2 separate regions of the Drosophila melanogaster genome follow, and region 2 is linked to region 1. A link is a contact called in public HiChIP or PLAC-seq data. All regions are on one chromosome and are shown on one strand. The core of a region is the stretch at or near the end of the contact, and the rest is flanking DNA. Distances in the headings are between cores, read along the strand shown.

Region 1 (5,608 bases), core at 1,899-4,398:
GGGTGCTACAGGTGAGATCGTACGCCTCGATGTGCTGCTGCCCACCGTGACTCTTCTCCAGGCCCAATCCCAGACGCAGGCGGAGCTCCAGCTCGGCCTCCTGCTCCTGGTCATCGAGCAGCTTCTCGTCACTGGCACAATAGCTTTCCGGCGGAGTGGGCGGCGGCATTACGTGCGCCTCGTACTGCATTTTGGTAACCTGAGGATTCTCGCCCTTCAGCTCCGTCTTCACCAGCATCTGGCACTGGGTGCCTGTTGTGGCGGTTGTCGCCGTCGTGCTTGTCGTGTTGGTTGCTGCTGTTGCCCATGAGGTCATCTCAATCGTCTGACAGCTGCTGTTACTGCTGTTGTTGCTGTTGTTGCTGCTCCTGCAACTGTTGGTGCTGGTGTGGCCGCTACTGTTGCTGTTGTTGGGGGTCACATTTTTCACTGGGCCTCTACTGGTAGTCAACGCTGACGCTGTAGTTGTTGTCGTAGCGCTGCTGCAGGCAGGCAAGGTGGTGCTGCTGCTGCTGCTGCTGCTGCTGCTGCTGCCGCCGCCGATGTTGCTGTTGCTCGTGGCACTCAGCAACATACTGCTGCTGCAGCTGCTGCTCTGATCGATGTTGCTGATGATGTTGCTACCAATATGAGGCCCAGTATGGACGTTTTTTGGACACGATTGAGGCATTGGGCAGGGACACTGCGGTGGATATTCTGCGAAGAACAAAATTGGATCGATATTAAAACGTGTGCGCACATACTAAGAAGTGTTGCCAACTAGAAGTCTTTGATATTATCCGAAATCTAATCTTCAGTTTAAAGTTAAAAACAAAAAAAAAAAATGTTGTTCGTTTGAGTATTGAAAACTAGACCTTAACTTATTCACTCTATTTCTACTAGTATTTTACATTATTAAAGACTCTTTAACCATTCTGTGTTGTGTGTGTTTCAGGATAATCCAGTATTGAATTTACGTTTGATATCCTGCATTACAATTTGCACCGCTACAGACCCATCGCATCTTGGCTAGCTTTGTTGGCAACTCTTCGCAGTGGCTGTCATGCATCCGGGACTGGACCATACTTTTCCTTACCCATATACGGTCCTTGCAGTCCACGCGTGTAGCACTGACCGGCGGATGCTCCTCCGCCGGGACTGTATCCGGCGTAGTAGCTAGGCGGTCCCGGATAGTGCTCCAAGTGCTGCTGCTGGTGCTGTTGCTGATGGGCCGGTACCAACTGGCTGCCAGATGGTGCTCCCGCTGTTCCTGCTCCGGCTGCGCCAACAGATGCTGGGCTGCTAGTGGGCGGCTGCTGCTGCGCCGGCCCGGACACCGATCCGGATGAGACGGGCGGCGGGGGCGGTTGCTGTTCGTAGAGCTCGTGCGGCGGCGGCGGACCCGCGTGTTGATAGTAGGGGTAACGGCGATAGGCGCCCGGCGGCGGCGGACCCTGCGGATGAGCGGCGGGATGAGCGGGATGCGACGGCTGATAGACCTTGCTCGAAAAGTAGGGCGGGTAGGTGGGCGGCGAGTAGCACATGACCTCGCCCGGATATGGAGCGTAGTAGTTGGGCGGATAGCCGGTCGAGTAGTGCATCTGGGCCGCGTGCATCGAGCGGGAGTAGGGCACACCCTGGTGGGCGGCGGCTGCCGCTGCTGCGGCCGCCACGGCGCCGGCCGGATACGGCTGTGGTTGCGGCGGATGCTGCGCCTGTTGCGGATTGTGGGCGTGGCTATGGGCGTGACCGTGCGATTGGCCCTGCGACTGTGACTGGGATTGGGCTGCCGCCTGATCGGCGGCGGCGGCGGCGGCTTCAGCGGCCGCCTGTTGCTGTTGCAGCTGCGTGGGCGAACCGGCGGCTGAAACGGGACCGTCCTCCTCCTGCAGCTTCTTCACTTGCGCAGGCGGCGGAGGTGCGGCGATCACATGCGGCGATATCAGCGGTCCAGCCGGCTGATAGTAACCTGCAATGGAAGTAAAGGATAGTACGACATTAGTGAAATGGTTTAATAATTTTCAGTGCAATTTACACTATCGTTATTTGCGAACTGATTAGATGAAGTTTTGGTTATTCAAATAGTCCATGCTTTTGATAATTGATTTATAACTATTGCTGGGGACGATACCAATCACGAATCACGAATTAGATCAAATTTGCGATATTAAATAGCTGGATTCCAGTTTAACCCACTAGGAATCTCCCAGCATAAATGAGTTAATAAGGTGTTTAGGACGATCCTTTTATCGATTGCACTTCAACTGGAAGCCATAGAAAATTTAGGGTGCAAGAAGGATACCCCCGGATTGTAAAATACTATTTGCCATTCAGGATCTTTTTTCTGAGCGGGGAGGCAGGCAAGTGCAATTCGAGCCGACGTGAAGTGAAGTGCGGCAGCAATGCATAAAGTGAAAGTTGGCCTGGCCGAAAAAATTGAAAATAAAAAAAGCTAGCGAAACCAGTTGAGCGGCTCCAGTTTGCTGCTGCCCACAGCAGCAGGTCGTGCAACGAAACCCCCCTAAAAGATACGTGTACATGCTGCATCTTCCCCGCCTTCTCCCGCCCACCAGTGACGGCAGTGGTGGTGGTGGTGTTGGTGACTCCTTTACCTCTTCCCAGCATGTGGGCCGCATACAAAATGTCGCGAAAATGATGCGCCGCATGCTGCTGCAGGAACGTGAAAGACTCGGCAATATTGGCCGCCAGTGCAGCGGCGGCGGAGGCCTCGTCGCCCGGCGATCCCGCTACAGCTCCAGCTGGACCCAGTGCGTCGCCCGTCGCCCCGGCCAGGCCGGGCATAATGCCGCCAATGCCACCGATGCCGCCGGCGGGCGAAAGCGCCGATGAGCAGGAGCCGGCGGACTGGTAGGAGCGGTCGGTTTCACAGGTGCCGCTGCTGCTGGTGCTGCCCACGCTGGAGCAGCGTTGCTGGTGTTGCTGCTGTTGCTGCTGCTGGTGCTGCAAGTGCAGCAAGTGCTGCAGCTGATGTGGCTGATGTGGCAAGGGGTGCTGCAGCGGCTGCTGCTGTTGTTGCTGCTGCTGGTGGTGCAACTGGTGCTGAAGCTGCACGGAGAGCGGCAACTGATGCAGTGACGGCGATATGTGGAGCGTACTCAGCAAACCGCCGGAGGGCGGTACCGTTTTATGACTGTGAGCGGATGTTGTTGCTGATGGCGTCGACTTTTTTGTGGTCTCTTTTAGGCGCATTTTCGAATTGCGATTCCAAGTGGTTCCTCTTTTCGTCACTCGTATAAAAAATAAATATATTTCTGACTTGTATGCTCCTGCTTTCCGTGATATTTGTTTTGTGGTTTTGCTTCTTCTCTCTTAGTTGTTCCTTTTGTATATAATATTCTTGTATATATGTACACTGTATATGTTTTTGTATATATGTATATGTAAGTCAACAAGGAAGTTCTATTGTTAAGGCAACTCTTGTTTTAAATATTTCTCTCGCTTGGTTCAGTTACAGTTTGTCCAAGGCGCCCGCTTTTCCAAGGCGTTTTTCCCTTTTTACTTCCGTTTTTCCCTTCAGTTATTTTATTCTATTCGAATTCTTCATTTGACGGGCTGCAATCACAAAGGTAAATCAAGAAAAGCTATTGAGCATTCGAACACAAACACTTTTTACTGGCGCACTTTCATCACTTTGAGTTTGTTTCACGAATCTATTGTTTTTTGATCACAGTTCGTTATTTATGATCAGTGATACGCAGTGTTGGTAAACGCGGCAATCGGTATTTCCGGACAGCTATGAAAAGCTCATTTTAAACGCGTGCTTAACTAATTCTGTTGGCAACATTTTTCGAATTTCTTCATTTTGCTTATTTAACATACTATGCAAATTGTTAAAGTTATTACAATAGTTTTGCGGTGGAAGTTTGTATTTGAACTCCATAACTTTGTTGTCCGTTTCACTTTTCAAGCCGTTATTATTTGGATTTGTTTTTATTTTATTTTATACATTATATCCGCCGCGATTTTTTTTTATTATTATTTTTGTTTCAAGAAGTGTTACGTTAAAATTTGTTTTGGTAAACAGGGGTTCTAAAAATGTGCTGGGAAAAAAGATCTAAGGTACAAGAGTGGAGGTACATCAGGTCGCCAAGGCCAAAGTTTTAATAGCGCGTGTGTTTCGTTACCAAATAAAAATGCAACTAATGATAGCAGATACCCGCTCTGTGGATCCTCCCGACTCCCAAGTTCCTAACGCAATTTCTCGCACCTTCTTTTCGAGAAAGCCAGAAAGCCAAACGACCAGTGACGAACGAACCCGAATGCCCGAGAGCAGTAAAAACAATAACAATAGCCTCCGAAGTTGAAGCGTGTGAAAATCGACGCCGGCAGAGACGCAGGCAGAGCGAGAAAGAGAGACAGGGACATCGGCACGTAGCACGCAGCACGTAGAACGCTGACGTCACGCACAATAAGTTGTGCTGAGAAGCTAGCTAGTTTATAGCTAGTTGTGTCGTACTTGTGTCGTTAATCATTATTTTCGGCATTTTAATGTGATCCTAATTCTTTTAATACGATTTTCAGCAAAAAAAAAAAAGAATAGTAAAATATGTCATTATTGTCTAAGAGGTAGAACTTAGAATGAAATAAGTTGTCTTTGTCGATACCTACGTATGCCTTAATAAAAACTGAAGATACACTTTAAAAGTTTAAACGATGCCATAAGCAATTTTCCTATCTAATATAGTGTCAACACTGGCCTTTGGAACACGTTGATGGCAATGTATGAGTGGTTCTGCTCTTCACTGTCCGTTCGAAGGGGGGCAGACTGTGCAGAGAGCAGGCAAATGGAAATGGGATAGATGGCGCTCGAGTGCAGGCCAGGTGCTGTCATCATTATTGTTATTTTATGCCATCGCCTGTCAAATGCAAACAGGATTGTGCAAGACAGCACGCAAACACCGACGACAATTTGTCAACGCCTGCACTTGACCTACACACACACACAGTCACACGCACACATACACAGCCAGACGAACGACAAAGGGATACGGTGATATACAGCTATTGACAGCTGATTAGAACCTCGACTAATGATATATTTTAACAATTCCAGTAAGATATGCATTTTGCGTCCTATCTTATGTGTGACTAAACCTAAGTACAATTCAAATTAATGTTAAGCTGTACATTCGTATTTCCAATTGTCTGTTGAAATTAAATATCTGAGCATATTTATTAAATACATAATCGGCATTCAATAGCTATATGTACATACATATATGTATGTATGTATATCCGTGCCTCGCTTGTGTTTTTCATGCCGGTATAATGGAAAAGGTGGCCGAATGGGTGGCTGCATTAAAAGGCAGTTAAGTAAAACACGACCAATATAAAACAATTTTGTTTCCATATTTCCAATTTCCATAACCCCTTTCAGATGGCAAATTTAATCGAGTTAAGTGTGCCCCCAATGCAAGGACGACATTTATAGCGCGAAATGCGACTGACTTTTAATGCAATACGAACGAATAGCACTCTAAGATTCTACCTCTTCAGAAAACTGAATTTTTTTTGGTAACACTTTGCCAGTGGTTTCTACTTTTCACACATTTTCAATTAAAAGACGCCACGAGGAAACAAACAGTAGAAAGCCGATAAGCGAAATGAA
Region 2 (5,608 bases), core at 1,530-4,029, 120 kb before region 1:
GGGCGGGATTAGGGGGATCGGCGGATGGCCAGAAAATAACACACAGCATTTCGGCGAGCAAATGTAATGAATGAAATGCTTTAATCAGGGTTTATCGCTCTCCTAGGCAAGCTCAACATTCACTCACCTGCGTAGAGCTAGCAAACAGAGCATCCAAAATGCTAACACAAATTCATTATACACAATTTAGAAAATCGAACGAAAAATGTTGCATAATCTTAAAAGAAATTTTAATATTTACATATGCCCCCTAAGAATCGAGAGTTCAATTGAAGATCGTAGAACTTGTTTGTACGGATTGTTATCTAGGCTGCCTCATGTGCAGGCGCACTCACTTGCGAGCTGCTGGGAAAATGTGTATTTCCTTTCGGCCCACGGAGCGTATGAGCGACGTAAAGTGCTCTGAAAACAGCCTTTAATGGCAATTGTCAATCGTTCAGGTCTGCACTGCCCTTGTCCTTGCGCATAGCCCACACTTGATGGGGGCCGTAAAGAGGCAACAGAAATTGCCATAAGTTCATGGCAAAAATAAATAATCTGATTAATGTACGCTCACAATCACAGACTTACGCACACTAACACACACACACACACACACACTGGGCCACTTGAGCCACTTGAAGCGCAGGCCAAAGGAATGGGAGCCACTGCGAAGGGGCCAAAGGACTCGCAGCGAGTTCTGCCAAATGTCTGCCACTGGCTCTCTGGCAGAGTGAAGAGCGGAAAAGTATCTGGCATCCGGATATGCGGCAACGATAACGGTACTTAATCAGCCTTTGACCCAGAAAGAGCCGCTTAGGAAAACGGAGTGGCCTTGCCGATGAAAATGGCACTCGTTGACAGTGATTTCGGCACCAAATTATGCTGATACAGACCTATTTTCCGAAGGACTTTTTGGCCAATTCTTCTTTAAAAAGATATATCTCGATGGCTAGGAAAAATCAGAAAGAGACACCTTTACCTAAAATAGACCTAAAGACTATTGAAGTATTTATTCCGTTCTTGTAACGCTTTAAAAGCCAACATTCCATTAGATAGACATTTCAGCCCCAAAAAGAGGAGCGCCGCTTAAATGGGATAATGCAAGTCGCATTTCACATACGCACTATCTACATAGTTACCACGGTCGGTAAAATGTTTGTGCATGCTGCTGTGGAAAAACCTCTGGCCACTTAAACCACAGTTTTTATTCAAATTGCATAAACATGCGACACGTGTGATTCTCTCGGAAACGTGTTCTACCAAAAACCACACACGTTAGCAACACAAAAGCCAAGAATGCAGTTGGCCCATATGTGTAAACATAGTTCTCAACGCATAAAACCTGGTCATTTTACCAATTTCCATTCTGTTATCCTGTGTAATCATATTTTGTGCGTGGCTAAAAAATTTGAAATACAGTTGCGGCAGTGCCACTGACACGGCCAAGTGTCGTCAACCCCTTTTATTATGCATGCCTTTGATAATTGGATCGAATGGGACTTCGCTTTGAGTTCTGGCCAAAACAACAGGATGCTGGGTGGTCCCGTAGGTGTCGGCGAAAAGTTTTCCGAGCCCTGTAACTTTAAACTCGCCCGCAATGATTTTCGCAATTTTCCGGAATGTGCTGCAGATGGAGGGAGCATTTATGACTACTCCGGCAGCAGCAAAATAAAACTGTAAACAAGCTTGTAGTGGGCGTGGTCCTGCCACTATCCTGCCCACCTGTCCACCTGGAAAACTGGCTACCTGGCTGCCTGGCTGCCTGGCAACCTGGCATCATGGCCACCCGGGGCCAGAAACTGCCAAACTACACAAAAAACTGTTTCCATGTGGCAGGCAATAAAAAGAGTTTTCCGCAACTTGTTCCAGGACAGGCCAGGCAAATAAGGAAGGACCAATGTGAAGTGGAGCCAGAGGAGCAAGAGTTGCAGTAGGAATGAAGCAAATGGGTGGCAATCCGGATGAGGAGTCGAGCTGAGTGGGGGCGTAAAGTTTTTTAATTTTAATGGCCATTTAAAAGGTTGCAGGCAAATGCTTGGCCCGGCTTAAGTGCCGCTCATCGGAGGAGGTGACGTTGGGTCCATTCGGTTCATTACTGGCCCCCGAGTGTAAGGACCTGCATGTCCTGTCATCTGGGATCCTTCACTCATTTGGGCCACTGCCAAGACTCGAAAGCCTTTTCCCTGCACTCCGGCCAGCCACTTGAGGGGAGAGTGCTCCACGACGATGCGGCTAAAATGCCGGCAAGTGGCTAAGCAAACGGACTGCGGCGAAAGCCACCAGTAAACACCCGAAAAATTGAACTTAGGGATGTCAGAGGATAAAAGAAGAAGATGCTGTGAATGCCTTCACATATCGGCAACAAATATCGCACCTAATGCTAGGAAATAGGAAATATATAGAACCATTTATGAAGTGAAAGGGTGCAGCTTAGGTACTGAGTACTCTCAATTCAATCAAAAGAATATCTTATCATATTTGGAAAATTCTTTTAATAATAGCAAAAATTCTTAAGAAAATACCATAAAAAAAAACAAACTTTTTTATTAGAAAAACAAGATTACTTCATCGAGGTAAACAAATAGCTGAAAAACATTTATGGAGCGGCACATAAAGTTGGAGAAATGCTTATGAAGCCATAGCTACTACTATCGCGTCTTAAAAGGATAACGTTTTGCCATGTCCATCCCTAGTTGGTGGCTTTTGCGAATCCTGCAGTCTGCAGTGACCCCCAGTCAGCCTTCTTGGGCTGCAGAAACAATTTGTTGACTAAGCCAACTTGAATGCGCCCGAAAGCAGGCAACGCTTTGTTCTCAGCACTTGGCTGCTGGTTACATGTGTGTGCGGTTGTGTGTGCGCATCGCAGTGTATCCTTATAAATCCTTGTCAGGCAGCGAACCGCACTGAACCGCAGGCCGCACATCAATTCAAATAAATAATCTAACAGCATGAAATCGGCCGAGGGCAGAAACTTTTCAGCTGCTCCGGCGGATGGTGGATGGCGGATACAAGTGGGTGGGCTAAATGGCAGCTATAAAAAGTATGGCCTGCAATCTTCTCCACTTTCACTTCCTCTCTAGGAAGCAGCGACCTCCGACCTCCGACCTCTGACCCTCCCACCCATCTTCCTGTCGCCGGTCCCCGGCGGCTGCCATCTCCGGCACGCATGCGAGTTAAAGCGCGCACTTCCGGCCGGATTGAAGACCACGGACCGCAGATTTCGGTTTCTGGTCGCCTTTTCATTTGGCCGCTCACCCAGCGGTGCCTGAATAATTAACACAGATTTTGATTTGGCCCAAAACCCTGTGGCCCAATGCCAGTGGCACTCCCAATCGGATCCCCCCCCTCCCCCTCCCCATCGAAAGTCCCATTCCAATATGGAAAAAGCCGAGATTCAATCAGCGAACGGATGGATGTCTTCTTTGCCGGCTGGCGAGAGTATTTTATTACCGCTTTCATGCACGATGGCCATATAAATATCCAATAACCAAGGCGAAAATATGCCGCCAAGGGGCTGGAAAAGTCATCTTAAAACAGAATTTCCCTCGACGCTAATGACAACTAATTTGTTGCAACAACAAACATGAAAAGGCAAAGGAGGCAGCGAACGCACACCCGTATGTGCACATAGCCCATATATATGTATATATATACACATATACATACATATATAAATGTATATATGTATATAGAATATATACGACACATAATGTGTACAAGTATGGAGCTACTTGGTCTTCGGGGGCAAGTCCGAGGCTATTAAAAATGGCGCACAAAAACGCTAAAATTGTTGCGACATTGCCAAGCGAAAGAGACGGCAACACAGGAAGTGAGAGAGATAGGAACGTAAGCGTAAGCACATACGCATACATGTACACGTATACCCGGGCAGACAATAAACTTAATAAATAAGTCAATTAATTGCCCTGAGCTTCTCATGGGGCCCAGAAACGAGCCAGAAGCAACAGCATCAAGTGCCTGCCACTTGGCTAAAAGCCCGTGCCTCCCACTCTCGCCCAATTTCGCCCACATTCACCCACATTCATCCGCTTCTCCCACAGTGTATTCGCGGCTATGTGTGTGTGCGTGTCTATTACGGCAGCCAGTTCAATTAACATTGTCTGGCTGCGTGGCATAAGAAAATGTACGCGAAACTCGTTTAATAGTCGCCAGCTCCTTGGCTTTGACACTGTCGAGGTTACGCTAACTTTATTACCAGCGCTGCAAAATAATCTATGGCTGCTGCGATACACTGAAAGAAATGAGTGTCAGTGTCAGGTATTGAAATTTAGATCTAAATGAGTCGTATGATTCAATAGCCACATTTCATATCCTTTCCTTCTTTCTTTCTCGAAAAGTGAAAAGCATTGTTAAAGTTCTCTGATAAATAAATGAATATTTAAAATCATTCCCACAGTTACAAAAGGAAGAACGTATATTTGTCGATTCAGTAAGTAAGTAACTGCCAAGAGAGAACCAACTCTAATTCATTCTTTCTCGATGTAACATTGTGAGTTTTCAGTTTGGACTCTTTTGAGATGCAATTAGTGGATGGCCCTGCATCCAAATCCCAGTGCGACCCGTGCAGCTCCGTTGTCCATTTTCCATTTCCCATTTTCCGCACTTTATGTACTTTGAAATATTAAAGCGCAAACGACAGGCAGTCGCGAGTGCAGCATTTGGCAACATAAACAAATTATTTGATGACTTTTACGCAGCTCACCACCTCCCACATGGCGCACAAGTCCTCTGCCGCCCGTTTTCAAGGTCCTCGATGTCCTTTGACGTCTTGTTTTGCGGTTGGTGTCGCCTCTTTTCGGGGATTTCTGCTGGGTTGCATGGCCGGCCACTAAGTAAACTTTAATGGCGGCCATAAAATAGGCAAAAAGGGGCGCGTCCACACACACACACACACACACACACACACAAACACTCACAGCACACAGACACACACACACACACGAGCGCGCGAGTGTATCCTTGTGTATTATGCGAGTGGCATAAAACCAAAGACCACGAATAAGGATATAAACAGTAAGGAGCAGGATCAGCGAGAAGGAAACGACGGCCAATCCTTAGCAGCATATTTTGCAGCTGCTGTGACATTTTTATGCTAAGCAGTCGCCAAATTATGAAAATTCGTAAAAAGCCAAATGTTATGGCATCCTGCCAGACAGAGATAGATGCTACCACACACACACACACACACACGGGCACAGGAGCCTTGGCAATTCGAGCTGCCGCTTTTGTCCAGCTTTTTCTCTAGTTTATCGCTCCGCAACCAAACTCGTTGCCGCTGCATCATTTATCATCTCTTTCCCCACAACGACAACTACTTTTGACAGGAAAAAGAAAAGCCTGTTTCACAGGATGGATGCGGCGATGGCTCGATTAGTGCGAAAAGAGTTGGCTCAACCAGAAGATACCACACGGTTTAATACCCAGGAGAAGAAGGAACTTTCATTGCGATTTAATTTGTTTGTATTGAGTTGCTCTCGTTCTTAAACGAGCCAACATAATCAGGGTTCAGTGAGTATCACATGTTTTAGGTAACTAAACACACGTACTGCATCTCGAATATAATTAATATTATGCAATATTGAGCATTAAACTATGCCAACAACTA

What was found. HiChIP or PLAC-seq counts read pairs in DNA pulled down with a chosen protein or histone mark.
Region 2: a contact with region 1 is called in a POLR2A S2P HiChIP or PLAC-seq map of the Kc167 cell line, with 4 times the contacts expected there. The contact joins two enhancer-like sites. A contact is called at or near these places in 5 of 107 Hi-C or Micro-C datasets (the ML-DmBG3-c2 cell line, the S2 cell line and embryo) and 1 of 6 datasets of contacts at active chromatin or transcription factors (the Kc167 cell line).

What each region holds. Positions count from the first base shown.
Region 1 is chrX:19,896,956-19,902,563 of dm6, reverse strand. It overlaps Hers (Histone gene-specific Epigenetic Repressor in late S phase), which reads right to left. Exons shown (of 9, transcript NM_001272807.1): 5 at 1,076-1,948; 6 at 1-696. Among named protein-coding and RNA genes, the nearest start is that of amn, 9.7 kb to the right of the region's middle. Within about 2 kb of position 3,148, at least 36 of the 39 cell types and tissues checked have an H3K27ac peak or open chromatin away from gene starts, as enhancers often do. A contact at or near this core is called in the Kc167 cell line, where this site is marked.
Region 2 is chrX:20,017,247-20,022,854 of dm6, reverse strand. All of the region lies in intron 3 of Dop2R (Dopamine 2-like receptor), which reads left to right. Among named protein-coding and RNA genes, the nearest start is that of tRNA:Pro-CGG-1-1, 5.0 kb to the left of the region's middle. Within about 2 kb of position 2,779, at least 3 of the 39 cell types and tissues checked have an H3K27ac peak or open chromatin away from gene starts, as enhancers often do. A contact at or near this core is called in the Kc167 cell line, where this site is marked.